Linked DNA regions of Ovis aries: region 2 is linked to region 1. The links are chromatin contacts, called in public Hi-C maps. All regions are on one chromosome and are shown on one strand. The core of a region is the stretch at or near the end of the contact, and the rest is flanking DNA. Distances in the headings are between cores, read along the strand shown. Region 1 has its middle 100 kb from the start of SLC1A4. Region 2 overlaps LOC114113914 (a long non-coding RNA gene).

Region 1 (2,700 bases), core at 120-2,619:
GTGTAAAACCCCTTTTGCTTATTCTGGAACTAAAGTATGCATTTTTGTTGTTGTTGTTCTTGAGTTTTTCACGTAGAAGAGATACCGGGTAAATTGGAAACATGTTGGGAAAGGAGTGAGCAATCAATGCTGGCATTTAAACAACACAAAATTGCCCTCGCCAGGCCACACGCCCAGGCGGCCGCGGCGCTCCCGGCGACAGAGCAGCGCCCTCTGGTGGCCGTGCGGTGTGTGTGTGTGGGGGGATCGGTCGCCCCCACCCCCAGGCTCCGAGGCCGGGCGGTCTCGAGAGCGGCTTCCCCAAGTCTGGGAAACACTGGGGCAACTTGGCAGGAAGGGAATTCAAGGTGAGCGTCGCCAGGGTGCTGGGAAATGCTTTTTGTGGTTTCAGGCTTGGGCCCAGGCCCAGAGCCCCGGGAAGGGTCTAACTTAAAAGAAAAACTCTTGTCCCATTCTCAAAGGCTGCTTGAAATTGTATGGATACAGCACCATCCCTTACCTGAAAGATTTGATTCTTTTTAAAATCCTCAAAGCGTTCGAGAAGGGTGATTTTTAAAACGTGGGCAAGTGAAATCACCACTATCATCACCAAAAAGCGTGATTACACCATAATATGTAGATTTTACATGCTGGTGACATTTACCAAGTATCATTAAATCCTTTTTCCCCTGCTTTAATCCCAGGGGCATCCTTTTGTAGTCTGAACAGCAGTGTTCTTTTAGCCCCCGCCTCCTCTCAGTGGCCATTCCCTCTATTGCAGTTTGCCCCAAGTTTTCTTGTTCCTTGTATGAATACATCCTAAAGGTTTTTCCCCTTTTCTTGCTTTTCCTTATTCTTGTATCTGCTGCTTGTGGTTAGGCTCACACAGTTTATTGTCTGGATCAGAGCTACTTTCACGGGAACAGCCGGAGCTTGGCGTCGGTGGTGCCCAGAATACCAGGTTCACAGACTGCCTTGGGTTCTCTCTGCCCTACAGCAACACCAGCATGTCTGCCAAGAGGTGGCCGCCTCACGCTGACTGCAGACATGCCCACCCCCTTCACCCCCGCACACATACACACACAGGAGCAGACCACTGCTTCAGCTTCCTGTCTCTCTGGAGTTTCTCTCCGGAGAGTTTGGCCCCTCCCCTGCCTGGGGGAAGCCAGAAGAGGTGAGGGTGCTGGGTTTCTGAGGAGCCAGGCAGGTGCTCCCCTGCCCCGCTCCCTTTCCTCCGAATCTCTTTTCCCTGCCTGAGGGGTTTCCACTTACCTATACTATCTGGTGGGAATTCCTCCAACTTCATACCTTCCTTCTCTTTGGGGTATTTTCTGCTGTATCTATTGCTACACACAAGCCACCCAGTGGCTGAAAACAAGAAACGTGTACTTATTAGCTCCTGCCTCTGTGGGTCAGTGGGGGCAGTGTCCAGCCTGGCTCTGCTGGGCCTGGGCCTGTGTCTGTGGTGAGCCGGCAGGTCGCTGGATGGCGTAGGACAGCCTCATCCGCTCATCAGGTGGTTAGCAGGCTGTCAGCTGTGGTGAAAGGGTGACAGGGTGACGGGCCAAGTACCTCTCACCCAGCAGGGGAGCCTGCCCCAGACTTCTTGCTGTAGTGGCGAGGTTCCACGGACAGGGAGAGCAGAAGCCACAAGGCTTCTGGAGGCCTGGGCTGGGAACCAGCCCGTCTCCTGTGGCCACATTCTCTTGGTCAAAGTGAGTCAGGAGGCCAGCCCTAACTTGAGAAGTGGGGAACGGACTTCAGCTCCTGGTGGAGGGAGTGCAAAGTATTGTCGTCATTTTTGCACACACTGGCCCTCTTCTTCCCTGGGCACACTACCCGTAAGTAAACACGTCAAGATACTAAATCCCTTCTCCGCCCCCAGGACATTCAACAGAGCACAGCTGAAGCACACAAGCCAGCCGTCAACGTGCCTGGGTTCAGATCTTGGCTCCACATTTATCAGAGGCTGACCCGAGAAAGTTGCCTTACCTCGGTTTCCTAATCCGTAAAAGTGGGAGTTGTTGTAAATATTAAATAAGTTAATCCACGTTAAGTACTTACACGGTGTCTGGCACACGGTAAGTGTCCAATAAATATCAGTTATCGTGCCATGAGGGGACGGCTGGCTGCCCACCAGGACTGCTGAGGCCACCAGCGCCGTCTTCCACAGCTGCCCCAAAGCCCCTCCCAACACGACTGACCCCAGGGGGGGCCCCAGCTGCCAGCTCTGCTGACGACACCTGGTGTTTTCAGGGCTCCACTGAGGTGCCAGGGAAACGGCCCTGTCCGTTTTTACCAGCCCCTTCAGTGAAGCCTGTCTCTGTAGAGCTGTTACAAAAAGGGCTCTGAAGTCAGACAGAGCTGCGGTTTGCTTCCAGCGTCTCTTCCTGAGGCATTTAGCAAGCTGATTCATCTCTCTGAGTTTCAGTTTCTTCGTCTGTAAAATGGAGACAACAGCACTGCCTCCTACAGAGCACGCGGAGCATAATATGAAGAACGGAAGAGCCTACGCTCACAAAGATGCTGGCACTCCAGGACACAGAAGCGTGCTGTCCTTGAAACTGCCCCTCCTGTAGGTGCTGAGAAGTTGCCACGGGTGAATCCTTTTTCCCAGAAATATCCTTAGTCACTCCTTGCACCCTCCCCCACTCAGTGCATGGAGATGGGCCAGGATCCTGGGGAGCAGGCCGAGCTCTCCCCAAAGCTGTTGGTTTAGCA
Region 2 (2,700 bases), core at 162-2,661, 520 kb before region 1:
TCTCTGATACTTGCAGTGGTCCACCTCAAAGGGTGAAGCCAAACTCATATTCAGAGGTTTTGATATCTTTCTGTTTTCTTTGTTCCTTGGTACTTTGGAAAAAACAGCCTCACCCCTTTGCAGGAAAGAACCAGGGACATTAATTCAGGGCTTTCTTGAGTAACCTGCATGTTTCACTTTTCTAGATGAAATTGGAAGTGACTTACCATTTCTGATAAAATACCTTTTTAAAATGTATTTTTTAAAAGTTGTATAAATATGTGTATATATGTGTGTATATACATAGTATACTGTACATACATAGTATATATATTTTGCAGTCCATGATGTCACAGAGTCAGACACGACTTATCAAATGAACAACAATAACAAATTAATAGAATAGATGTGGGCAGAATCTCTGTCAAAAGTGATTACCTCCAGGGACTTCCCTGGTGGTCCAGTGGTTAAGACTCATGCAGGAGGCATGGGTTTGACTCCTGGTTGGGGAACTAAGATCCCACATGTTGTGTGGCCAAAAGATTTTTTCTTTTTTAAAGTAGTTACCTCCAGAGGCAGAGGTAAGAATGAAAGAGATATGAAGGGGAACGTCTTCAAATCTGGAGAGGTGGTATGCTTCTAAACATTTGGATCTTTACAAAGTAAGACTATATTCACATTACAGATAATTAACTCCTTCCCCCCGAAAGCAGAGAGCCAAAGAAAGAACTATTATTAACGCTGAGAAAGGAGGGGAGAGAAGGGGGGTAGTCAATGAAAGGACTCTTTCATTTTTGACTGTATACTTCTGTATTATTTGAATTTAGGCAACAGGGACACACTCATGTATTTCTTGTATAGCTGTTTTTTTATATCATGCGAAGACTCATTTATGCATTCAACAGCTATTGTTTTTACTCCTCACTCTATGCTGAACGCTGTGCTCTGTACTTGATCTGCTATAATCCTCACACTATTCCATGAGTCACATACTATCATCCCATTGTATAAGAAAGAAATTTGGGGCCCAAAGACTGGTTAGGTCATCTGCCCAATGGCCCATCTAGCTAGTAAACAGCAGGCTGACATCCAGCCAGCTCTCCCTGATTGGATGTGGGCTACAGTGGTGGGTACCAGAAGGAATGAGGCTGTCCTGCCTTTATATAACTGGAATCTAGTTGAGACGGGAACCATGAGAGACAGGCTAAAGGAGTGAACAGACTGAGAAAAATAAACAGACATTTAGCAGAAAGAAACACTCAGAGAAATAACCCTAGTAAAGCTGAATGACTTCAGAAAGACAGTCAGAGACGGTTTGGTGCCCCCAAACACCCATAAACATTTTCATTTGGTTCCACGCACTCCAGAAGCCTCCTGTCACACTGAAGCTCTGTCCAGACGATTCTAATAATAGCCCGATGGAATCCTGTGGTTGGAAGAAACTGTGAGAGGTCACTGAGTCCGTCCCCCGCTGCAGAAGGGCGTAAGTGTTCTCCTTATGGGAAAACCGAGGCAAGGAGTGACTTAAACTGCTAGATCAGTCACTCCTCCACCCCCAACCCCAAGACAGCCAAGGAGTTGGAACCGTGTACTGGGGTCAAGGGCACCAACAGCTTTGTGAGTCAGCATGTGGAAAATATACTCATACTGCAGCTCTTTACAAAGGAAGCTACTGCTCACCCTCTTTTCCAGCTGTAAAACATTTGGCTGGCCGTGGGGGAGGGTGTCAGCTGGGGAAGTGAGGAGGAGTCACTATAATGCCCCTTCTCCCAAAGCAGCAGCAGGCGGAGGAATGAGGACAGTGGCAGGGGCTTGGGGCTGGGAAGCAGCTGGGTGTCAGTTGCTCTTGCTTTGCTGGTGTCATCCTTCTTCCCATTATCTACTTCGTCAGGATGCGGCTCCATTAGCACACTGGATCAGGCCAAGTGTGTTAGGAATGATTAAGGGCCTTGCAGGAGATTAAGGGAATTACATTTGTATACTCCTTCTAGCCAAAGGCTGCCGGACAACGGCAAGCAAGCCTCTGAATAGCTTTACACGCAAACAGTAAGAATAACTGCAGCCGGTTCCAGGCTTAATGCTTTGAATCATGAGGATGTGGTGTGATGCAGAGACAAGTTCTCTGAGGGCAAGTGGCTCCTCAGTCATGGGCACTGAGAAGACTGTGGGTGGTTGGTGGGGGATGTGCGCAAGAAAGTACAAGTCTGAGAACAGAGACCCAGGAGGCGATCCTCAGGGCTGCCCTTGGGCCACTGGGGCTCACCAGGCCAGGACTAGAGTGAAGCTCTCACCTCCAGCACAAAATTTAAAGGGCCACCCAAAAATTCAGTTATCAAGAAAAATAATATTTTAATGCCATATTAAAAAAAATAAAAATGTAAAAATTTCATGATGAACAAAGGATCAAAATTTCAAATAAAGACTATTTGAATAGTCTTTCAAAGGGGCCGAGCCATATTGGAGCCTGAGGCAAAAAGAAAAATGTGAGCCCCTGGCTTTAGTGGAAGCAAACTCATCAATCCTATTTTCCAAATTTACTTCTCTCCCCTCATTTTTAATTGAGAGAATTGTCTTGTTTGATGATTTTTCTTGACTAAGCAACAATCTTAAATAATTTTAATTAATTGTATTAATTATTTTAAATTAATTGTTAGAGGTACCACTTCATACCAGTCAGAATGTCTGCGATCCAAAAATCTGCAAGCAATAGATGCTGGAGAG

The links. A called contact is a pair of places that touch in the nucleus more often than the background predicts.
Region 2: a Hi-C map of omental adipose tissue shows a contact between it and region 1, with 4 times the contacts expected there. The contact joins two enhancer-like sites. A contact is called at or near these places in 5 of 16 Hi-C or Micro-C datasets (blood, hypothalamus, muscle and 2 more).

Annotation. Positions count from the first base shown.
Region 1 is chr3:43,436,785-43,439,484 of ARS-UI_Ramb_v3.0, reverse strand. It overlaps the pseudogene LOC101118177. Among named protein-coding and RNA genes, the nearest start is that of SLC1A4, 100 kb to the right of the region's middle. Within about 2 kb of position 1,369, at least 34 of the 54 cell types and tissues checked have an H3K27ac peak or open chromatin away from gene starts, as enhancers often do.
Region 2 is chr3:43,955,037-43,957,736 of ARS-UI_Ramb_v3.0, reverse strand. The region is part of intron 2 of LOC114113914 (a long non-coding RNA gene); the gene reads right to left. Among named protein-coding and RNA genes, the nearest start is that of LGALSL, 100 kb to the right of the region's middle. Within about 2 kb of position 1,411, at least 16 of the 54 cell types and tissues checked have an H3K27ac peak or open chromatin away from gene starts, as enhancers often do.